4 separate regions of the Mus musculus genome follow, and all the other regions are linked to region 3. A link is a contact called in public promoter capture Hi-C data. All regions are on one chromosome and are shown on one strand. The core of a region is the stretch at or near the end of the contact, and the rest is flanking DNA. Distances in the headings are between cores, read along the strand shown.

Region 1 (3,701 bases), core at 1,150-3,649, 1.0 Mb before region 3:
GAAACCGGCTGAAAGCCAAAGAGTTACTTTTAAAGCAAGCAGCTGATAAACAAGATGACTTAGCAGTCAAGGGCTAAAGCATTTCATAATGGGTTCGCCAAACATTTTAAACAAAAAACCCAAACGTTGTTCCTCTTCTGGAGAGGACTCAGGAGCCCAAATTAGCTAAATCCCACCCACGCTGCCTTACATTTTCTGCTGTGTTCATGGCTCTCACAGAAGTACTAAGACATTAAAAACAACCCTATTCAATAACCAGGCAACAATCTACAATTGGAAAAGCTTTTAAATGCTGCAATAATATAAAACACGGGATAAAATATAATAAATAACAAAAAATGCTTTTGTTCTGAAGGACTTGATTTAGTTAACATAATAAAAGCCAAAATCCAGGTGCTCGCCTAAGGCTCGGCTGTAAACATTTATCTCCACAATAATTCATTATTAGGAATTCAAGGATAACACTCTAGAGATTAGAATGGGAAACCACAGACCTGGTACTTAATTTTAACCAAGGTCATGGGGACAAGCTCAAATTTGAGCCAGGCTTTCCCATACCAGAGCAATTTCTGCACAGCTAACCACAAAAACAAAGACCAAAAATATTTGTGTCCAAATCTGAGGTTGGAGCTAGAAGATCAACTAGAAAATTACATGTTAGACAAGAACGTAGCACTTTCTAGCTCCTAAATTTAGCACATTACCTATCACTTTCCAAAGTCACATATCTGCTCTTTTAATACTGGAAATGACCATTTCTTCAAATAAAGTTAACAGTCAGAAAAGAGCAAGTTCTTACAAAAACCTACGACAGAATCTTACATTTTTGAAAATCATGATGGGGAAACAGAAAGGTGGAAATCTTGATCCCATTCCCATCTATTAAGGATGAGATACTATTTTAGAGTCATCTATTTATCTCACAATATTCAAAATCGTCAACTAAAACCTAGACACTGAGAAACAATAACCTCTCGGGAACCTTAGAGCTGCAGCCTGGTTCCCCATCCCCTCCCGCCCCAAACAGCCTCAATCTGGAAAGGCAGTTGAAGGACACTCCTACAATTTGGTTGTTTTCTTATTTTCTGTAGCAAAGGCTTGGAGATGCATCGTTGAAAAGAGGCAACCGCTTTGCACTTGTGCAGCTACACTCCAGTTGCTTTACAAACTCTTCAAGCAAGGATGGAAACTTAAAAAAGAAATAATAATGCACACCCTATGGATAAAGAGATACTGGGCTAAAGAATGGGGATGAAAACCCAGAGGCCATGGCGGAGGAATACATAGAGAAAGTAACACAAAGAAAGAGAATTAGGAGGGCGGGCAGGGTGGTCGCCGCCAAGCAACACACCGAGGTGGTTTCTTCCCTGAGGATAAGAAACGACTGTCGGGCTGGCACGTTCGCAGAGGAAGGGTGTGGTTGCAACAAGCAGGGAGGGCTGACCAGGGTAGGAAACTCCGTACTGGGGCAGCGGGTGCAATTGGGTGATGGCTAAGAGAACCCCTGGAAATTTCCAACCTAAATCGGGGCCGCTCAACCCAAGAACACAAGGCGCTGCCCCGGCGGGGTGCGGGCTCAAGTAGCTCTTCTTGGTGCTACTTGGAAGCACACCGAGGAGCCTTCGCTAGTCATGCCTGATGCAAAGTGAGGCTAGGATTACACCGAAATAGCATCCCCGCCCTAGCCTGGCAAAGGAGGACCAAATGTGGCTAAGGGAAAGGGGCTTTGGGGAGGAGGTGGAAGCGCACGGGAGGGAGCGACGGGCTGAAATTGAGGGAGAAAACAGTTGCGACGGGAGACAGAAATTGCAGAGATTCCAATGCAGCCCATTCCAAGACACACTAAGCGCGCACGTGTGCTATAGATTCGTCCCGAGAGAGAAGGCTACAACACTGATGGGATAAAGCAACAACGAAAAAGCCCCCAAAGCAAGCAAAATGCAAGCAAGCAACTAGAGAATGTTTACGAACGGACGGCAGCACCAAACCCGATCAGATAGCAGTAGAACTCGAGAGCTCAGTAATGCCACTGATGTAATGGGGATGGTCAGAGGGAAGTAATGAAAGATACAAGACGGCGCCAGACCCCAAAGGGACGTCTGCCAGAGTAGAATGGGACACTAGTACCTGTACTGTCGGCCACGTTGCCCACGGAAGACGCCATCTGGAGCTTCTTGAGATAGAACAAGGGGTAATTGACTTCTACTGCCGCCACTACTGACAAGAATGGTTCTAGAAGTAGCAGAAAAAAGGCAGCAGCCGTATCAGTGTTTTGAAGGGCTCAGGGGGCGGCACAGAATACTGAACTCGAATCTTAGGAACTCTTGGTAGACATCTACCTCTCACTGTCTTGAAATGGCGGCGAGGGCTCCTCGACCGAAACAACACAAGCCGGAACTACTTTCTGTTATAATCAAGTACCCCGCGGAGGTAGCGCGTAACAAGACTACCGACCAAGTGACTGTAATCAAAGTCATTTGCTCTTACGTAACCTTCCGCCCAAGGTCCATTGCGACAAACATGACTGTAGAGAGCGCATGCGACAACCCTGTCTAGGCAACTCCGGGTTAAGGGCTCCCTATGGGGCAAGAGCCAGCAAGTTTTTAAGAGCAAGGCGGAAGGGCAAAAAACGCCCGTCGATTACTTTTTTTTTTTTTTTTTTTTTTTTTTTTTTTGGCAAGCGCTAAAGTACGAGTCTACTACCTGGTCAGTGATGTCGATGTTAGAATGTCAGAGCGTCTAGAAAAGTTTAATTAACTCCATTCAACAGAAAAGGGTAGTTTACACGACCAACGTGTTAGTTCTAAGCAAGTAAACGCGAATATTTGCGTTTCAGAGACGGGGCTGTTCAAAACAATGGGGGAGCCGGTTCGATTTGAATGCTTTTTGATTCAGACTCCACCCATGAATTTAAGTACTTTGATGAGAAAAACGGACAGTCTCCCTGAGCTGAGTGAACCCAAATGTGTTCGATTTGAACCATATAACCCTAAAATTCAAAATCGTTTGTGAGATTCGGGATGGTAACAGGGTAAATGCTAGGAGTTTGCATGTCAAAAGCAACCACAGAAATGTTAAAGAGGATGCCTTTTTCCTCAAAATTCCTGATCCTGAATTGTGACCTTGTTTCGTCAGAATCATTAAGGACTGCAAATGCCTTGGAGCTTAAGGCAATTCAACAAAGCAAACTGTGTTCCTTTGCCTTCTTCCTAAACCACACAACTACAATGAATTTCCAATTGCCTTCCTTTGACAAAACAGCTCTTTGGATCCTCTTACGGTTTCAAGCCCAGTGTTTGGACATTTTTGTCACATTGTTATTAATTTATATTTCCTGCCTTGTTCCTTGACAGTTTTAAGACACGTCACTAAGTGATTATTACAAGCCACTGGGGACTACAGTTAGCTCTCTTAGAGTCTTTCCGTTTCAAAACTCTTTGATCTAGGAAAAATTAGTGAGCTTGTGTAAAAATGTTTGCTGTCTAGCTCCTTGGTGAAATAAAAAACAAATCCTCAAAGGCTGTTTCAGTTTCTTGAGATTGCCAAACAACCTATGAACTTTGGATTATGAGTGCAGAAAAAGTTGATAATATTGTTCATTTCTTCTGCCCCACAGAACCACAACATGTAGTAAAAAAGAAAGCTTGCCATTCAAACTCTCCTGGATATTGATTGGCCTTATCTTTTCATTTGATACACCT
Region 2 (3,724 bases), core at 397-2,896, 1.5 Mb after region 3:
CGAACCCCCTTCTCAAACAAACCCTCTTCCACTCCGCCCTTCTCCACCCGCCGCCTTTGTGAGCCTGGAAGCAGCGCCCGCCTTTCTACCTCCCCGGCAGAGAGAAATGGGGGGGGGGGGGGAGTGTGCAAGAAGAGACGGCAAAGAGAAAGACAGGGAGGCAAACAGACAGGGAAGAAAGACAAATGAAAATGGGAGAAGCTGGAGAAGATATACAGATGCTGCCACTCGCCCCGGGGCGCTAGGTCCTGAGCCGCCCTGACACCTAAGCAAATGAGGAACCTGTGTTCTGGCCTGGTCCCTTGCTCAGGTCGATCTCACCCCTGGAGTGGCTGTGAGTGAAAACCACCACGTTCCCAGAGGCCCTGGAGTGGGCTGCTTACTCGCCCCCACCCAGCTCTCGGGTGCGCTCTGGAGCGCCCAGACATTCTATATCTGCCTGGTGTGACCAACAGACGCGATCCGGACTTGAGAGTAGGGCCAAACCGAAGGATCGAAACGCAGCTAAGTGCCCCCACCCCACCCTTCCGCACCCTACCCCGACTGCCCGCAAGAAAACACTAGAAAAGGCCAGATATAAAATAGGGCGCCGCACCTCCTACGGACAACCCCCCCCACGCACTTGGGGGTGCACGACCTCACCCCGAAGAAGTGCCTCCCACCCCCAGGGACCAGAGTAGATAAGTTACTCACTTAGGGTTAAGAGAGCTCCAGGACACGGGCTCCAGGTTCTTGGCCAACGGCGTGGCAAGCCGGCACAGCGTCAGCACGACCATAGCCACAAGCCACTTGCTGAGCCAACGCTGCCCAGGCCGGGCCATTTTCCCCGGGGCAGAATGCACTTCAGGATCCCCTAGCGCCTCCTCAGCAAAGCTCGCCTCGCCTGCCCGTGCCGCGCAGCGCTCGGAGCCACTCAGGCGCCCATCCTCCGCAGCCGCCGGCCTTGAAGCACTCCCCTCCCGCTGGCCTCGGGGTCGCTCTCCTTCGCCCGGCTGGCCAGGAGGACTCACTGGGCAGGCGTCCCCAACCCGCGCATGGGCTGCGGCCTCCGAGGACTTTCTTCCCTGGCCTCTCCGCCGCACGAGGCGCGACGGGGGCTCGCCGCCCCCGAGTGATCCCGCCGGATTCCGCTCGGCTCTCCCAGATTGTTTGAGACTGCAAGTCCTCTCCCCGATCGGGTCTCCCTGAAGAGCGCTCAGTGGCTGCCCCGACGCCTCGACCGTCCTGGGATTGACGCCTCTGGGAAGAAGAGGCGGGTTGTCTCCCAACAATGCGAGCTCGGTCCCCAGGCTCCCGACTGGGTCCCCCTAACACGGACTCCGTTCCTCCGGGCCACAGTGGGACTCCGCGCCGGCGCGTCCCACGACAGCTTCTACTTTAGCACCGGCCCTTCTCAGTATACTTAAAAGGCTAGTACGGCCCTGCCGAGCAAATCAGTCCCGTCGATTTGCACCTCTGAAGCCTCGGCCGGGTAGCCCGGCAGCCCGGTCGCCAAGTCCTTAATCCCCGGCGATTGAGCCCGAGTGTCTGCAGTCAGTGCGAATCACACACACCCCCCACTGCTGTCCAGCGCGCATAGACTCCCTCCGCTGCCGCTGAGCTTTCTACTCTCCTGCTCAGGCGAGCACAAGGCCAACCCTGCTCCTTCGAACCAATAGAAAGCTCTGTGACGGGGTCCTTGCCCCATACCACGCCCACAGAGCAGGAAGGGGTGGGGCTTCGGGGAGCTCATAAGGACGCTGCTCTCTCGATGGCACGAATCTGAATGTGCGGCTCTTGCGGTTATGCCTCTGTCCCGCTTAGTCTGGTTCCCAGGGAGTTCTAGGGAAGTTGGCGCTTCCCAAAAGCTGCTGGCCTGCTCTCATGCACACCCGGTCAGCACCCGGCCCACTGACCTAGAGCAGACAAACCCTGTCCCAAGTACCTCCAGAAAGCACCGTCCTTGTGTTCTTTTTATACACACAAACACACCCCACATGCGCATACTCGCGTACCAGCCCCAGAATCCCACTCGGTGCCCACTTCTGTCAGCCTGCCTGCTCCCAGTCCAGTCACTACCTACACTCTGTTGGACCCCGTCTTCCTGTCCTCGTAATGCACTCCTTTTTTGCATTGACCACGACAAGAGTCTATTAGACTATTAGAGGTTAGAGCTATGGGCAGTGGAGACTCAGAAAAAGTATTGTGTCCAAAGGGGAGGAGGAATTTATTTGCATCTAGTGAACCAAGCCTTTAAAATTTTCATCTTCGAGAGCGAGCCCTTTGAGACCCTCCACCCCAAACTCCAGGCACACAGATTTAGTCAGTCCTGTCTGAAGGCATACGAAAGGGCCAGGAGCAGGCAAGTAGGGACGAGAGGTCACAAACTGTACAGAAAGCTCTAGGACAGGGGAGAAAGGAGCAGAAGAGAAGCCTTTTGAAAGAGCAAAAGCAGGCATCTGGGCCCTGAGATTCCGGACTCCAGCCTTTCCCGGCCTCGGCCTCACCATCTGGGTCTTTGTCTCCCAGCACTGGCCCATTCTCTCCGCCCCTCCTTGTCTCTTTGCTTATAATTTGGCTCAATCCCATAGCTCAGACCCTCCCGGTCTGACCTACTCGCTTTTCTCAGGTCCCAGCGGACGTACCCACGTGCTAATGTCTCCCCCTGCTGGCCTTCTATAGACTTGCGGGCTCCCGGGATAAGCGGAGGCCTCCCACCTAGAGCCTGCTGAGCAAGTCTGGCACTCAAAGCGCTCAGAGGTAGGCATGGCAGTAGCAAGAGCCGGCCACTGGCCACTCATGTAAGAAAGGTGGGAAAGATCTGGGCTTGGGGACTTCAAAGGTTAGAAAGGCTTCCTATATTCGCGCCCCTCCTTTTTCTCCTCCTCGCTGCCTCCTCTTTTCTTTTTGTAATGAATCGGGTTCTAACTTTAGACTTACTAGGCAAGGTAAGAAGGACCAAAGAACCAAATTCCAGTTCCTTCTTGTTGCTTCTCTATGGAGATAACGGTCTGAGCCCCATCCTTTAGGGGCTTTGCCATTTATGAGTTCCATGTCCATTCTTGAGTCCTTCACTGCATCATCTAATCATCTCTGTCGTTCTAGTGGGGGCATCTATGTGGGGTTCTCCCACCTTTGGAGCCAGAGACCTTGCAACATTCAATGGCTCTGGGTACACACTCTAGGGCCTTTGTTTTCCCAATTGGACTCTGCACTGGGATGCAAGCAGAACAAGGAGAGATACAAATAAGGTAGAAAGACACACCAGCAGTCCACCTGAGACCCCTGCCATCAAAGGACTTCCAGATGTGAATCTAGAAAGCAGCCAGCTGCTTACAAAGTCCCTACAAGGCATCACGGACCACTGCGGATGATTTTCTTTCACCATCCTTTGAAATCAGTTCTGCTATCCCCATTTTTACTTAAAGAGGGAAACTAAGGCTCACGATTGACATATCCTGACCTATCCCTGGGGTCGTTCCTGGTGTCTCTGTCCCCAATTTTACAGCCATTCCTTGTACTATACAGATGGACCCACTTGCAGATGCTCCATGCATACTCACTCTCTTGGCTTATTGTAAATTACAAGCTTCGAGGTTCCTGGAAAACCACAGCCCCCAGGATGGCCAGATCACTGCTCCTCATTCGCAGGTCTCAGAAGGTCACTAATCCTAGGAAGGGTCATTAATTTTGGCCATAGAGCAAAGTGCTTCTCAGACAGGGTCACTATCCCAGGTTGGCCCCA
Region 3 (3,486 bases), core at 202-2,701:
TGGAAATATATGGTAAAGTATTCAGGGATCATAACATCAACAACTTATTACCAATGATTCTATGAAAAAAATGGCATCTTTATGCTGTTCTTGCAACATTTCTATAACTACTATAACTACAGTGTTTTCAAGTTTTACAATAAAGTCTGGGCCTATAGCTCACTTGGCAAAGTACTTGTCTAGCATACACAAAGCCATGCGTTTGCTTTCCAGCACAGCATAAGCCAAATCAAGGAGGGTGGTTGTACTGGCTAGTTTTGTGTCAACTTGACACAGCTGGAGTTATCACAGAGTAAGGACCTTCAGTTGAGGAAATACCTCCATGAGATCCAACTGTAAGGCATTTTCTCAATTAGTGATCAAGGGGGAAAGGCCCCTTGTGGGTGGGACCATCCCTGGGCTGGTAGTCTTGGGTTCTATAAGAGAACAGGCTGAGCAAGCCAGGGGAAGGAAGCCAGTAAGGAACATCCCTCCATGGCTTCTACATCAGTCTTTGCCTCCCAAGTGCTGAAATGAAAGGTTCTCTGTGAGGTCCCAAGACAACAAAATATGTCTAGGTCAAAGATAAACTGGATGTGTTACTAGGCTGTGGGCTGTTTTTAAAGGCAGAAGTCTGTTTCATCCATTCCTCTTATTTGTAGTGCCTATATGACCCACCCACACACACACAAACGCCCAGTGAATTAGACAGCCTCACCTTTAAACACGCCTTTTATGAGTGGAGCTACTGCTGTATTAAAGACCTCTTCCTGTTCAGTAGAGGGGTCAAACACAAAATCGTAGGTAAATGATTTATCATTACCAACCACCACCTGCAAGAGGCAAGAGACAAGGATGGGGAAGGATTAAAAAAAAAATGCCTGACCACGCCCCTCGCTCCTTTCAGCCTCAGCTGTGGAGGAAGCCACTCCAGACTCGACTACCCACCTGAGGCTCTCCGGGCACAAAGGAAAGGCACGTCTGGCAGCCCTCCTTAATCTCTTTCGAGACGAGGGGGCGACAACGCAGTGCCACTCTTACGGGAATCCCCTTCACCTCTTCTTTCATGGTACCAGCTCAGCAGGTGTCCGTGCTGGGTGAAGCCGGCTCTCCCAGGAGCCCCCGGAGGCTGGCAGGAGTGGAAAGGCCCTTCTCAGGCGGTGGGAGAGCTCGGAACTCGCTGATGCACTCTCCCTCCCAGCGGGATCACGGTGTCCTGTCACTCTTGGCCACCGCCTAAAGGTTTGTCAGTCCCAATACTGCAGGGCGAAGCGGCGTCAGCAATAAGGAAACTCCAGCAGAGACAGCAACCGCGACCCCAAGCCCTAAAGTGCTCCAAAGCGCAGAATCGGAGCTAACGCGGTGCCCGGGTAACTCACCAAACTAAACGTCCCTCTCACCGACCTTCCCTGGCGCCCTGTTCCAACCGGAGCTTTAACCGCCAAGTTTCAAATTGATCCCAGAGGCGCCAGCCAATCGGAGCGCGTACAGCCTGTGAGAAGCAGACGAACTTGAGCACGCACACCGTGACGCGCAAGGAGGCTGGAGCTCTGGCTCGCCCAAAGAGAGCTCCGCCCCGGCAGGGTGGTAGGAGCATCCGCTTCCGGTTCCGACGCCGAATTGGCTGTCGCTGACCGAGGCCTTCTTACCGGTGAGGTGGCCCTGAGTTAAGTGGTCGCGAGCGCGGGATTCGGGCGGGTTGCAGGACCTGGATCTAGAAGGTAGCCCGTGTAGACGGAACCCGTCTGTGGACACCACGTTTACTAAGCACCTCTAGAGATTGTGTCTGGCCCCAATCCCTATGGGATAGTTAAGAGTTGGCACTCCCTTGCTGTTTTAAAGTAGATCTTTGTAGATGTGTAGATTCTCTTTTCCTAGGTTGGAAGTGGTGACACCTATTGTTTTTTGTAGAATTGTGAGAAATGCAAACATGCCATTAGAGTGCTTAAAAAATTAATTTTTTTGTCTTTTGTTTTTGTTATTTTGTTTTGTAGCCTGCCTCTCCTCCCTACCCCCCCTCCCCAATCTTAACACCTACTTGTGGGCTAGTCCCATAAAGGAATGGCCCTCGGCTGGAAGGCTTTCTGGAACTTAGAGTGCTTGGTCCTTTTTAAAATCATTTTCGTTTCCTTTGATTCGTCCTTTTCAGGGCTTTGCCTGAAATGGACAACCGGATTCCCTATGATGACTACCCTGTGGTTTTCCTGCCGGCCTATGAAAACCCTCCAGCGTGGATTCCTCCTCATGAGGTGGGCGCCATCTGCATTCCTGAATAATCATGAGATCTATGAAAGAAAAAGTAGCAGGGCTAGGAAACTCAGTGGAGAGTGGATCTTAGGTGAATTCTGAGCAACAGTGACCCACTGGTGACTTCTTGCAGAATCACCATGCCAGAACCCTTCACACTGGTGAATTCTGAAAATTCAGAGCCTTAATTTCCATCCTGTCAATAAGAAAGGACTAGGGATCTATAGGGCCACTAACATGTCCCGAGACTAAACAGCCACTCCTCTGGACTGTTTTATCTGTGCTTTGTAAACTGAGTCAATGGCTTTACCAATTCCTGACATATATCTGGTTTATTGGTATTCTAAAAGAAGGTAGATGTAACACATCTAAGACTGGGAATAAGATTTCGGGGATTGCTGTATCTTGCAGAGAGTGTACCACCCAGACTACAACAATGAGTTGACCCAGTTTCTGCCCCGAATTGTTACACTGAAGAAGCCTCCTGGTGCTCAGGTAAACTTATAGGGGCTCTTATTCCAGTAACGTTTGGTCCATGCCAGAAATTGGCCATGGTTGGGGTGTGGATGTGGATTGGGAGGTAGGTGACCAGAAAAGCAGAGGTGGCACTTCTACAGCATCTCCTTTTCTTCTGAGTACATAGATGTCCCTGTTCTTATGTCTCTGCTGAGTCTGCATCCTGTGTCCTTTTGTCTTTCAGTTGGGATTTAACATCCGAGGAGGAAAGGCCTCGCAGCTAGGCATCTTCATCTCCAAGGTCTGTGTGAATGTGTGTGTATGATAGGCTGTATGGCTAGCTACTTTGTTATCATATTAAAGTGCACTGGTGGCCCAGCAGATAAAAAAATGGATGACCCGCTGGAGTCATAGGATAGACATAATGGAAATTCAGCCTTTCCCTTTGAGAACTGTACTTGGGGCCAGTATGCTGGGGCATGTGGGCATGTCAGTACTCTGAGAACTCGAGAGGCAGAAGGGGGAAGATTAGGAGTAGGTAACAATCTATAAAGTCAAGGCAGACAATGGTGACATAGGACCTTAGTCCCAGCACATGGGAGGCAGAGATAGGCAGATCTCTGTGAATCCAAGGCCAGTCTGGTCTACGGAGTGAGTTCCAGGGCAGCCAGGGCTACAAAAGAAAAACCCTGTCTTTAATTAAGAAAAAAAAAAAAGAATCTCAAAAAAACAAACTGAGAACCAAATTTCACTAGCAAGCCACTTAATCTCCCGGCGGTATCACCAAAAATAACACATTTGAAG
Region 4 (3,610 bases), core at 692-3,191, 1.5 Mb before region 3:
TCTAATATTCATGTCTTAACTTGCCAACCAGGATGTTAGTTCCCAGGGAAGTCTTAGGCACTTGAACTTTAATTGACCACTACTCAAAATGGAAGTCTTTTTTGATTTTTGTTTTTTTTGTTTTTTGAGACAGGGTTTCTCTGTATAGCCCTGGCTGTCCTGGAACTCATTCTGTAGACCAGGCTGGCCTCGAACTCAGAAATCTGCCTGCCTCTGCCTCCCGAGTGCTGTGATTAAAGGCGTGTACCACCACTGCCCAGCTCAAAATGGAAGTCTTATTCCAAATAGTTTATTATATTGGTGCAAGTGTCTCTTATGTTGGGGTCCATTTCTCAGGGAATCACAATGTCCATGTCCCCATCAGTATGTTTTGAGTCCTTGCTGGCCTCGAACTCATCATAATCCTATCTCAGTTTCCAGAGTTCTGGGCTTCAGGAGTGGCTTTCTTAGTAATATATAAACCAGAATAATTTTTGTTGGCTCTCGACCTCTTATGTATCTTTTCCATTTCCCTAAGGCCTGAGCTTTGCCTTTGAAAATGACTGCATCTTAACTAGAACTTCTGAAGGGGATAACCACATTATAATTGCACTTATTTGTTTATCTTCACAAAATGAAAGAAGCCATAGAGTCACAGAGCTAAGCAAATGCTCTACTACTGAGATATAGCCCCAGCACTCACAGGGTCTCACTAAGTGGCTTGGGTTGGCCTGAATGGATTTTGAATCTGTAATCCTTCTGCGTCAACCTCAAAGGTGCTGGAACCCTAGGCTTTGGTATCTCCACGAACAAAATAAGCCAATTCAGGCCAAATTAAAGTATAAAGGCAGGTTTATTGGGGGCAGCCTCCAGGCAGGTTCATTCACCATACAGGAGGGGGGTGTCAGTGAAGTCACCATGGAAAGATAGGCAGAGAAGGGGGAGAGAGAAAGCAGGCATGCAGAGAGAAAAGAGAGGGAAAACCAAAAAGGTCTGTATTACATAATGAAGAGCTGCTGGGTGGCCCAGCCTCTGGGTTGGAAAGTTCAGTGTAGAGGGTGGGGTTTGCCAGTCATGCCCTGTAACAAGGATGAAGGATGGTGGGAGAACCTGAAGGCCAGGTCCACTTTGGTATGTTATATATGCACCTCAGCTACTTGTCCCGGATCTGAAACCCAACAGGCTTGTGCCACCAAATCTAGCTATTATTATTTTTTTACATTTAATTTTTTCATCATTTCATATATGAGTAATCTGTAAGCCATTCATTCCCATTCAACTCTTATCATGTCCCCTTCCCAACCTCTCAAATACATAAATAACCTCTACTCTATTTGGTATTGCGTAAATAAGGGCGTGTGTGTTTGTGTGTGTACTTCTGAGACAGGGTCTTGTTTATATGCAAGCTCAGTCTGGACTAGATCTTGAGATCCTCCTGCCTCTGCCTCCTAAGCACTGTTATCAGAGGTGTGCACCACCACGAGCGGCTTAGGCTTTGTCTTTGAAAATCCTTCTTCAGTGTCAGCTTTAAGTTGCAGGATTGCACTTCTAGGTGTGTGAATTCCAAGTATGTTCAGTGCCAGGCACTGGCGGGGAGGAAAAGGGGGCAATGGAGACCTCTATGGGCCAGTACAATAAGACAGCCTCCACTCACAAGGACAAGAGAAACAAGCGCGCATTTTACTCACGCTCTTAACTCCTTCCCTTCGCTCTCATTACTCAACATTCACACTCACCGCCACGCAGTTAGGACGGAACTGAAACCACCACCGGTCACGTGAATCAGCAGCCCCCCCCCCCTCCAAAAAAAAAAAAAAAAAAACCCAAAACGTAAGGCCACTCTAGCTAACGTAGCTAGCTAGCGCCAGTGCTCGAGGGCGCAGGCGCAAGACCTTCCTGGGCGGGGCTCAGGAAACCGCGCTCGAGCGCCAGATCCCGGATTGGCCCGCCGCGAGGCGGGCAGTTGGCTCTACCAGTCTAGTGCGTGAGCCCAGCCTGGGTAAGGCGGGAGCGAGCGAAATTCAAGCGCGGTTTTAACTGGGAGTCTCCTTTCCTGGGCTCTCCGGATTCCCTGGCCATGGAGGCTTCCCAAGGCTTAGCGGAAGTGGAGACTTTGAGCCCACAACTGGCCGAGAGTTACCTGAGGTATGTTTGGGTCTCCGGACGGGTCGAACTTGCAGTCCCTGGCCTGGGGTTGAGGTGGAGTGGCTCCCACCTCCCCCTAGGATCTGCTGTGGCTTTGACCAGATTTCTATTTCGGGGAGCTCGCCCTGCCAAGTCACTCGTAAGTCAAATAACTCTTGAGTATGAACTCTTTAAGAGCCTGAATTTTAATTAACTGATGAAATCTTTGAGTCTTTCTAACTCGCCAACCGCCAGACCTGGGAGAAAAGAGGAAAAATAGTCCCTAAGTTGTTAGCAATTGGGTAGTGAAAATGGGATCTGAAACAGAAATACTTTATGGTGTTTGATGGATGCTGTAAAATGTTTTATTTCCCGACCAGAGTGCTGCCATTAAAAGAAAGGGGGTCCAGTTACGAAGGGAAGACATATGCCCCCAAAGGAACCATTAAGCCCAGTGAATGAATACGCTTTCACCAGATGCCTAGGTTGGAATATTTAACTATTAAAAATTGTAGTGCAGGGCTGGAGAGATGACTCAGAGGTTAAGAGCACTGACTGCTCTTCCAGAAGACCCAGGTTCAATTCCCAGCACCCACATAGTAGCTCACAACCATTATGTAACTCCAGTCCTACAGGATCCTATGTTCTGGTACCTATGTGATGTACATGCGCCCCCCCACCCCCGCCCCGCGCGCGCATATGCAAAACACCCGTCTATGCCTATATAATTTTTAAAAGACTACATAAAATATTAGCAAAGGATTTGTAGACATTTCTCTTAAAAAACACATAATGGCAAACAGGCACATGAAAAGGTTGCTCAAAACCACCCCTAAGTAGAGGAAAAAAGATCACAACTATAATGGGGTGTGTGCCATCCCCTCCTGAGACTGAAGATACAGAGGGTTGTGAGCCACCATGTGGGTGCTGGGAACTGAACCAGAGTCCTCTGAAAGAGCAAGCACCTAGTCCTCTTAACTACAGAGTCCTCTCTACAGTATGTAGATTTATGTTGTTAACTTGTAGGGTTTTTTTTCCTTGGAGACAAGGTTTCTCTGTGTGGATCAGGCTGGCCTTGAACTCACAGAGACCCACATACCACTAACTTTTGCTCAGTGCTTGGATTAAAGGCTAGCGCCATCACTGCCAGGCATAGGTTTTGTTTTTTTTTGTTTTTTTTTTTTTTGAGGCAGGCTGCTCTTGAACTCTATCCTTCTCTCTGAGTCCACATAGTGATGGAATTACAGGTACATAGCACCATGTTCCAGTGAATCAACGATCAGTCAGTGGACAGAGCCACCAGTACTCTAAGTAGAGTTTTCCCTCGAGGGACCTCCTCTTAGATAAAAATGGAGAAAAGAATTTCAAGACATACCAGAGGGAAGCAAAGTTAATGAGTCTCTAAATAAACCTGGAGTCTTGTAAGACAGCCCATGGGCGTATGCTTCACAAGAGAGTTGACTCTCGGGGGTCTTCACAGTGGCCACCACTATAAAAAAAGTAAGTG

What was found. Promoter capture Hi-C pulls out the DNA fragments that hold promoters and counts their contacts.
Region 1: a contact with region 3 is called in a promoter capture Hi-C map of erythroid cells, with 32 times the contacts expected there. The contact joins the promoter of Ogt here to the promoter of Kif4 in region 3. A contact is called at or near these places in 2 of 39 promoter capture datasets (erythroid cells and pre-B cells), 2 of 484 Hi-C or Micro-C datasets (B cells and pre-B cells) and 1 of 115 datasets of contacts at active chromatin or transcription factors (astrocytes).
Region 2: a contact with region 3 is called in a promoter capture Hi-C map of pre-B cells. The contact joins the promoter of Efnb1 here to the promoter of Kif4 in region 3. A contact is called at or near these places in 6 of 39 promoter capture datasets (the 3T3-L1 cell line, cranial neural crest, frontonasal cranial neural crest and 3 more), 1 of 484 Hi-C or Micro-C datasets (CD4 T cells), 1 of 115 datasets of contacts at active chromatin or transcription factors (large pre-B cells) and 2 of 9 other capture datasets (adipose tissue and liver).
Region 4: a contact with region 3 is called in a promoter capture Hi-C map of erythroid cells, with 4 times the contacts expected there. The contact joins the promoter of Ercc6l here to the promoter of Kif4 in region 3. A contact is called at or near these places in 1 of 39 promoter capture datasets (erythroid cells) and 2 of 9 other capture datasets (adipose tissue and liver).

What each region holds. Positions count from the first base shown.
Region 1 is chrX:101,638,749-101,642,449 of GRCm38.p6, reverse strand. It overlaps Ogt (O-linked N-acetylglucosamine (GlcNAc) transferase (UDP-N-acetylglucosamine:polypeptide-N-acetylglucosaminyl transferase)), which reads right to left and starts at 2,399. Exons shown (of 22, transcript NM_139144.4): 1 at 2,128-2,399. The coding sequence starts at 2,164.
Region 2 is chrX:99,133,983-99,137,706 of GRCm38.p6, reverse strand. Efnb1 (ephrin B1) reads right to left here and starts at 1,646. Exons shown (of 5, transcript NM_010110.5): 1 at 694-1,646. The coding sequence starts at 821.
Region 3 is chrX:100,624,030-100,627,515 of GRCm38.p6, reverse strand. Kif4 (kinesin family member 4) reads right to left here and starts at 1,451. Exons shown (of 30, transcript NM_008446.2): 1 at 928-1,451; 2 at 698-812. The coding sequence starts at 1,047. It overlaps Pdzd11 (PDZ domain containing 11), which reads left to right and starts at 1,575. Exons shown (of 7, transcript NM_001356384.1): 1 at 1,575-1,630; 2 at 2,129-2,228; 3 at 2,638-2,721; 4 at 2,927-2,983. The coding sequence starts at 2,142.
Region 4 is chrX:102,155,422-102,159,031 of GRCm38.p6, reverse strand. Ercc6l (excision repair cross-complementing rodent repair deficiency complementation group 6 like) reads left to right here and starts at 1,941. Exons shown (of 2, transcript NM_146235.3): 1 at 1,941-2,124. The coding sequence starts at 2,057.